Linked DNA regions of Mus musculus: region 2 is linked to region 1. A link is a contact called in public HiChIP or PLAC-seq data. All regions are on one chromosome and are shown on one strand. The core of a region is the stretch at or near the end of the contact, and the rest is flanking DNA. Distances in the headings are between cores, read along the strand shown.

Region 1 (4,527 bases), core at 1,100-3,599:
CAGTGTTGTCCTTGGTGGCCTCTAAGGAATATACAATGACTGTGGAAGAAGTGAGAAATGAAGTCTACATTTGTTTAAAAGGTGTCCCAGAGCATCTGAGTTTCTGAAGAAAGCCAGGGTGACCCTGGGTAACAAAAATTGCCTAGGAATTCTTTTAATTATGATTATGTTCCAAGACAATCAGAATCTACAACAGCCATGGTTCAAGTGAGCTGAGGAATGGTGGGTTCCTGCTGGCAGTGGACCCCGGCATTACCCATGGAATTTACCTGCAATATACAGGATTTATGAGGTATAGAGATTCCAATTAATATTCCAAACGAAAACCTGAGTGGCTACACAATATATTACAGGATCCAAGGCCATGTAAGTATTTCCCAACTGGGTGATATATGGAACTGAGAGAAGTAAGCCAAAATATCCGTGGAGATCCCAAGAAGTTCTGGGAACCTACAATGAACAATGCTTGCTAACTGACTCTTTGCCAGCGATCAGAGCTAGACATGGGGTATGGCTAGAATTGCTGTAATCCTTTGCAAGTATAAACCCTGCGACTGGGTACTAGATGCTGTGTATGGAGACTTAGGATTTAATGCTTCCTTGCCTGGTATTAGTCTTGCTTTGCACTGACCTGCTATTATTTCCCTATTCCTTTCTGTGAAATGAGAATGTTTACTCTGTGCTCATATCACCATTATATCTTTCCATTTAATTGTGGCTCACATGTCATGAACCTTATATCTCAGAAAATAATTTGGACTTAGAGTTTTTAGCAGTGCTTGAGTTAAGACTATGGGTCTTCTTGGGTATGAATTGAAGGTCCTTTGCATTTTGAGATGGATATAAACTTTTGGTTCCATGAATTTGAAGGCTGTACTATGAAATGCATCACCCATAGACCAATATTTTAGAAGCTTTGATCCTCAGGAAGTAAAGTAGTTAAACATTTCAGAGGTGGGATTTAGTGAGAAATCTTAAGAGTATATCATGAAGGAGATTATGGGACCCTGGCCTGGTCCTCATTGCTGATTTTTCTGCCCTGTGTCTGTGGACTTTTCCTTTGTGATACACTCTTGCCGTGATGTGCTTTCTTCCCGCAGGCCCAAATGAGAAATTAGAGAATCAAGAAATGAGAGCAATTAAACATGGACCAAAACTTTCAAAACTATGAACCAAAATAACTCCTAAGCTTTTATAAGTTAGTTATGTTGAGTATTTATTATAGTAACAGAAAGTTGACTAACAGGCCAATATAATCAAGTCCAACGTAATCAAGCTGAGTATAGTCATCAAAAAGCCTCAGGACTCCAGAGGGTCTATTTCCTGCTCACTTCATTTCTGAGTATTAAATAAACAGAACATCTTATAACTATCAATATAATGATTAGCATCTTGAAAGCATTTTAGGTTTTCCAATTTCAGGGAACAAAAGCTATTTCAAGAAGTGATTTTTAAATATTCCTAGACTTGGCCTAACTAAAAATAAACATTGAAAATAAATACAAAATCGAAAGGCAAAACATAATTTACCCTTTGTTGTTATACACCTAGGCCTAGAACCTAGGAGCCACGTCCCTTCAGCTGTGTTGAAGTAAGCACTTGTCTCTGAAGACTCATTCATCAATCCAAGACAATGGAAAGTATCTGCTTGTTTGCTGGCAATAAGGTCTTGGAAAGACCATGTATGTCAACTTTGCCTTAACAAGCCCTCATTTACAATGTGTGAATACCTTCATTGTTCCATACAAATTCTCAGCCTTTTATAAGCCTCTAAGAAATAAACATAAGCAACCCTGGAAAGCATCAAAGGACAAACCCTTAACATTATACACTAGAAAGAAAAATTGGGGCGCACAAAAGATCTGCTGGTGCTGGATTATGGTGGCAAGAAACTGAGAGGAGGAGTAAGATCATGCCAAACACATGGTCATTCGGTTCATCTGGCTGAGCCAGAATTAAGACTGCATGAAACACTCCACTGCTCATAGGAGTGGTTACCATTTTCACTGGAAGCCTACTTCCTTAAATTGCCTCAGAGTCCAAATTTGAAAGCTCAGCAATGATAGCTATAAAGTTTTGGCCTTGTGCCTACCCAGTGAGTCCTCAGATAGGTCAAGTTAAACACACACAATCGGTGTGTTTGTTCACTGTCTCAAACAGCCCCTCTTTTCCAGGTTGCATCGTAATGTTACAACTTTGAGTCTATATATATTGTGTCAAGTTCTGCCCTGATTTCCATGAAGGAAGTAAACATCTAGAAAGGGCTAAAAAAGAGCAGCAAGATGTTTCTCACACCATCAGGATCTATTTCCTCATGCTTGAAATTCTAAGCTTTTCCTCCTTATTTGGCAAAAATAGTAACTGGGTCAAATATAGAAACTCACCAATGCTCCCTTTTATTTACTTCTCCATCTGTGTACAGGCTTCATCAATGATGACAGCAGGAAATGACTTGGCTTTGGAGCTCTGGGTTGTTAGCTATTTGATGTGAGGAAGCAGCTGGTAGAGCATCTACACATGCTATGCTTGGGCCATACTCCAGAGGGGCCTGCCATTGGGCTTTCCCCCATTTGCCAAGTTAGCGATTGTTCTGGAAGCTGCTTACAGATTCCTTGGAAAGGATGCCTTCCTTGTTTTGTCTTTTTAGAAAAATCATACCTGAGGGAACATTTAATCATATTTACTATATCATACTCTAAATACAAAGGCTATAAATCCCAACTCCAGATCACTTGGAAAATGGGGGGGGGAGGAAGTAAGAATAAAAAAACCCACTACCCATAAATTAACCATCTTTGTTTATATTTATGTCTGTTTCTATGCATACTAAAACAAAATAAATGTTTAGTGATATATAATCCTCCCATCTTTGTCAATGTTTTCTAAGTGAATCTTGAGAAGACATCACTAAACCATTCCTGCCCCAATATATCTTGAATCTAACAATGCAAAGGTAAAAAATTAAAACAGACCTAGTTTTCACTTAGAGCTATTTTGTCCAATTTGGTGATCACAAACCACATGTAAGAAATTTGATGTATGTTGTTGACAAATAAATACAATTTAAAAAATAAATTTCCTAAACCACACAAATATCCAACAAAGAAAGAGAACTTCAGACCAATTTCCCTTATGAATATCAATGCAAAAATACTCAATAAAATCCTTGCAAACCCCATTGCATACACTAGCAAGATTTTATCGAAAGGACCCAGATGTAGCTGTCTCTTGTGAGACTATGCCGGGGCCTAGCAAACACAGAAGTGGATGCACACAGTCAGCTATTGGATGGATCACAGGGCTCCCAATGGAGGAGCTAGAGAAAGTACCCAAGGAGCTAAAGGGATCTGTAACCCTATGGTGGAACAACATTATGAACTAACCAGTACCCCGGAGCTCTTGACTCTAGCTCCATATGTATCAAAAGATGGCCTAGTCGGCCATCACTGTAAAGAGAGGCCCATTGGACACGCAAACTGTATATGCCCCAGTACAGGAGAACGCCAGGGCCAAAAAAAAAATGGGAATGAGTGGGTAGGGAAGTGGGGGGGAGGGTATGGGGGACTTTTGGGATAGCATTGGAAATGTAATTGAGGAAAATATGTAATAAAAATATTAATTAAAAAAAATCCTTGCAAACCGAATCCAAGAACACATCAAAATGATCATCCATCATGACCAAGTAGGCTTCATCCAAGGTATGTAGGGATGGTTTAATGTACAGAAATCCGTCAACATAATCCACTATATAAACAAATTCAAAGAAAAAAATCACATGATCATCTCATTCAATGCTGAGGAAGCATTTGACAAAATCCAACACCACTTTATGACAAAGGTCTTGGAAAGTTCAGGAATTCAAGGCCCATACCTAAACATAATAAAAGCAATATACAGCAAACCAGCAGCCATTAAACTAAATGGAGAGAAACTTGAAGCAATTCCACTAAAATCAGGGATTAGACAAGGCTGCCCAATTTCTCCCTACCTATTCAATATAGTACTTGAAGTCCTAACTAAAGCAATTAGACAAAAAAAAAAAAAAGAGATCAAGGGGTTACAAATTGGAAAGGAAGAAGTCAAAATATCAGTATTTGCAGATGATATGATAGTATATATAAGTGACCCTTAAAATTCCATCAGAGAACTCCTAAACTTGATAAACAGCTTCAGTGCAGTAGCTGGATATAAAATTAACTCAAACAAATCAGTGGTCTTTTTCTACATAAAGGATAAACAGGCTGAGAAAGAAATTAGGGAAACAATACCTTTCACAATAGTCACAAATAATATAAAATAACTTGGTATGTCTCTAACTAAGGAAGTGAAAGATCTGTATGATAAGAACTTCAAGTCTCTGAAAAAAGAAATTGAAGAAGATCTCAGAAGATGGAAAGATCTCCCATGCTCATGGATTGGCAGGGTTAATATAGTAAAAATGGATATCTTGCCGAAAGCAATCTACAGATTCAATGCAATCTCCATTAAAATTCTAACTCAATTCTTCACTGAGTTAGAAAGGGCAAT
Region 2 (4,527 bases), core at 1,249-3,748, 180 kb after region 1:
AAGGAAGACCAAAGTGTGGATACTTCAAGCCTTCTTAGAAGGGGGAACAAAATACCCATGGGAGGAATTACAAAGTGTGGAGGAGAAACTGAAGGAAAGACTACCCAGAGACTGCTCCACCTGGGGATCCATCCCATATACAGTTACCAAATTCAGACACTATTGTGGATGCCAACAAATGCATGCTGATAGGAGGCTGATATAGCTGTCTCCTGAGAGGCTCTGCCAGAGCCTGATAAATACAGAGGTGGAAGCTTGCAGCCAACCATTGGGCTGAGCACAGGGTCCCCAATGGTAGAACTAGAGAAAGGACTCAAGAAGCTGAAGGGGTTTGCAGCCCGATAGGAGGAACAACAATATGAACTAACCAGTATCTCCAGAGCTCCCAGGGACTAAATCACCAACCAAGGAGTACACATGGAGGGACCCATGGCTCCAGCCGCATATGTAGCAGAGGATAGCCTCATCAATGGGAGGAAAGGCCTTTGGTTCTGTGAAGGCACTATGCCCCAGTGTAGGGGAATGCCAGGACCAGGAAGTGTGAGTGGGTGGGTTGGTGAGCAGAGGTAGGCAGGAGGGGATAGGGGGTTTTCAGAGGGAAAACCAGGAAAGGGAATAACATTTGAAATGCAAATAAAGAAAGTATCTGCTTAAAAAAGAAAGGCCTGGGAGCACAAAAAATTATATAAAATAAGAAAAAAAAAGAGTTCTGGATGTATTTTACACTTACTTAAAAATAGTCAAGAAAATAAATTTGGTATTAGGTGTATTTTATCACAATTTTAAAATGTTATAGAAGAAATCATCACAGAAACATGTTCAACCAATTCTTGTTATATTTAATCCATCCTATACCCTTCTTTTCATGTCTAAAGAAAACAAGACAGTGTTGGAATACCAACCAGAATCTCGTCCTCTGCATAGACACGGTGCTTTGAATGACGTAAGCTTCCATAAGCTTCCTTGGGCATTTTGTGTTTCAGTATTGCATATATGTTTCCAGTAAAGACCTTTAGGAAGCAGTACCAGATTAAGTTAATAAAACTTGGGAGTCAGTAACAGTTTTAGAATAGAAGGATGGTACCTCTGAGTGATGGGTCACTGTTAACCCAACTCAGAAGAATCCTTCAGAAATGGAAAAAAATAAGTTTCAGAGTTGTGCCTACTTTTAAATCCTAGAGCAAAAATCTATGTGAACCCATAAAAAGTTGGGTAAATATGATTAACTAGTAGTTAGATGATATAACCCTAGAAGTAGGCTAAGTTCATCAACTAATAAGACACAAATTGTCTTTAATTCTAAGGGAATTGGAATTCTAATTCATAATTGGAGCAAAATTAGATACAAGCAAGGTATCTTTTTTTGCTTATCCCATTAGCAAGGACAAGAACATTGACAAAGACATGGGAAAATTAGCCATTTTATTTTCTCTATTCCATTTATTTTTCCATTTATTATTTATCAAAACACACATAGCAATAACAAAATACCGACAATAAATAATATCCATTAAGAGCTTTCAGAGTATTAAGACATCTTATTTATTAAGCTTCCAATGATGAAATATGTACAGTAGAGGTACTGTGTACTGTTCCCAATTACAGATAAGGAAACTGAGTTTTTTTTCAGGTTAAATTAATGGTGAATAATTTTAAAAATATGACAAGTCACAGGCTGATACATAGTTACTATTCTAAACATTATATATAAATATATATAAGAAATTAACATAATAGACCAAATAAAAGGATTCACTTGTTATCTTTAAACTCTATATTATTGCTCTGTGATGAAGATAAACTGAGTTCCCACAGATAAACTTACCTGGCAGCACAATTGTAGCTCTGCTCCAGTGGCAGCAGCTCATGAAACCAGAGTGCACTTTTTGTTTTGTTTTGTTTTGTTTTGTTTTGTTTTGTTTTGTTTTGTTTTGTTTTTTGTTTGTTTGTTTGTTTTGTTTTGTTGTTGTTGTTGTTTTGTTTGTTTGTTTTTCAAGACAGGGTTTATCTGTAAAGCCCTGGCTGTCCTGGAACTCACTTTGTAGACCAGGCTGGCCTCGAACTCAGAAATCTGCCTGCCTCTGCCTCCCGAGTGCTGGGATTAAAGGCGTGCGCCACCACCGGCCGGCCACTTTTTTTTATTATTAGATATTTTCTTTATTTACATTTCAAATGTTATCCCCTTTCCTGGTTTCCCCTCCAAAACCCCCCTATCTCTTTCCCCCTCTCCCTGCTCTCCAGCCCACCCACCCCTTCTTCCTGGTCCTGGCATTCCCCTACACTGGGGCATTTGAGCCCTCACAGAACCAAGAACCTCAGAGTGTACTTTAATAACAAGCCCTGACCATTCTCTTCACTTGATCCAAGAACCAACTGGAAATAGCCCAAAGATACACCGAGGGAGATGGACAACAATTTCCCAGAAGTAAGTCCCATTCAGCTTGCACTTTGGAACGATTGATTAGCCCTGACGCTTGCACAATCTCCTAACAAAGGTCATGAAGCACCTGAACACCGTCATGGCAGAATCCCCGGCTCTCATCACCATCTTCCTTTTAGGATATCTACTCAGTACCGAATGTGCAGGTTTGTTTCTTTTTCGATGCTATGCTTAATATGCTTCTCCTTTAAAAACAGAAATATTTAGAACTACCTTTATCAAGTAAAGCAAGATTTCATGATTTGGCAGCTATAGTTTCTATTGTAGCAGGAAGCACGTCAGCCAGGAACTCTGGCTCTGTGGTAACTTCAGTTTCAATATTTGAAAAAACGAACTACATTTACAGGGCTTGTGGTGCATTTTTATTTAATAGATACAGTTATTCTTATGATTTGACAATATAATTCCACTTAAAATTTATGTGTCCTTGGTTTTAAAAAAATGAAAATCGGAAAATGTCTTAACAAAGAAATTGCACAATAAGCAGGAAACATGTTATTTTAGGATTTTAGACTCATCACCTTGAAATAAAAAGGGGAAACATCAAAACCACAATGGTTAATTTGCATAAAAAGTCTTTCTTGAATCTACATGTGTTCCAGTGTTTTAGAACTAGATGGTAAGGCATAGTTATAATGTTTAAACATATATTTATAGTTTAATTTCTCAGCTAAAATTGAAAGATTACGCTTTTATTACTAAGTTGCTGTCTGTAATGAAAGCTTTTACATAGATGGAAATAAATCAGCTCATCTGTCATACATCTCAGAGCTGATGTTTAGAGAACCATAATACTCAGAGGCCTCCCTAGGGGACAAAAGTAAGTATACAAATGGCCAGAAAGAGGAGTAGCTTAATTCATGCAAAGTACAGCACATCAGGGTTTCGTTTGGTTTCGTTTTTTGCAACAACAGTGGCATTACTCCCCAGGGAAAGGCACACAGGAAGAACTTACTGGCTTTAGACAAACAGCCTGATTGCCCCAGATGCATTTATCACACTTACTAGTCAACCTACTAAAGTCAAGCAAGTGACAGTGCCAGGATCAGAGGTGCCAACCCTGAGCATCCCCAGAAAATCGGCTGGTCTCCTGGTTCCCACTCCAGACATGATGTCAACTGTGGAATCAGACTTAAAAGCTGAAATGATGATGTGAGAATGCAAAGGTTAAACTGCACTAGCAAAGTGGGTAGAGATGAAAAATACATGTTGGAAACTCATTACGTGGACCATAAAGGCAGGTCATTCAACCTAGTGCATCAGATTGACCTATGTGAGAACAAAAGATCCAAGCACTCTCTTATAAAGATCCAAGCACGTCTTAGTGGTGAGGGAATCTCAGATGTAAAATGATAGAAAAAAATCATGATTTCAGAGCTGTGGCAATAATGACTAAAGAGGTGTTAAATATATGATCCCCAGACAGTATTGAGGATAAAAAGAACAAGATTGTGAGTCAGTTTGGTCAGGGAACCAGGGAAATGGCCCTGGCTGGGGAGTGGGGCTAGGTATTCATAAAGCACACTCTTCTGTTAAACGGTCCTGGGCTTTAGAACAGAGAGGCCCCATGTTCATAACTACTGCCTTATTGTGACAAATTAGAATTGGGAAATCAAAATTAGTCTGTGAAATGAATTTGTGCTTACAATGTATGCAAATCAAAATTATCTTTAATGCATGTATTTGGATATTAGTCCATACTGTTGTGGTTCGTGGTACTGTGACAAGGTACTGTGGCAGAGATGAATGGGTTCAGAAAAAAAGACTTTAATGGGAAGGGATGAGGTGTGTACCACATGCTTAGGAAGTACAAAAGAAGGAACATAATGGATGTAAAATCTCCTGAAAGATACAGTGTTTGGAGCAAGATCTCAAGAAATGAATAGTTGCCCACTATCCTTAAATGTCTGACCTGGATGGTTCATTGGGCAAAACTGCTTTCCACCAAGCCTAACAACCTGAGTTTGATCCCGAGGGTCTATACAGTGAATAAGAGACTTGACTTCCAGGATTGTCATTTAATCCCCACATGTATGAGAACACTTACAATGCATGTATGCATAAATACAGATGGATGTATATACATG

What was found. HiChIP or PLAC-seq counts read pairs in DNA pulled down with a chosen protein or histone mark.
Region 2: a contact with region 1 is called in an H3K27ac HiChIP or PLAC-seq map of microglia, with 7 times the contacts expected there. The contact joins the promoter of F9 here to the enhancer-like site in region 1. A contact is called at or near these places in 5 of 39 promoter capture datasets (the C10 cell line, embryonic stem cells, liver and 1 more), 3 of 484 Hi-C or Micro-C datasets (the C10 cell line, bone marrow-derived macrophages and macrophages), 3 of 115 datasets of contacts at active chromatin or transcription factors (bone marrow-derived dendritic cells, microglia and neural progenitor cells) and 2 of 9 other capture datasets (adipose tissue and macrophages).

What each region holds. Positions count from the first base shown.
Region 1 is chrX:59,815,507-59,820,033 of GRCm38.p6, forward strand. No RefSeq gene overlaps it. Among named protein-coding and RNA genes, the nearest start is that of F9, 180 kb to the right of the region's middle. Within about 2 kb of position 2,350, at least 8 of the 459 cell types and tissues checked have an H3K27ac peak or open chromatin away from gene starts, as enhancers often do. A contact at or near this core is called in bone marrow-derived macrophages and microglia, where this site is marked.
Region 2 is chrX:59,996,966-60,001,492 of GRCm38.p6, forward strand. It overlaps F9 (coagulation factor IX), which reads left to right and starts at 2,499. Exons shown (of 8, transcript NM_007979.2): 1 at 2,499-2,586. The coding sequence starts at 2,499.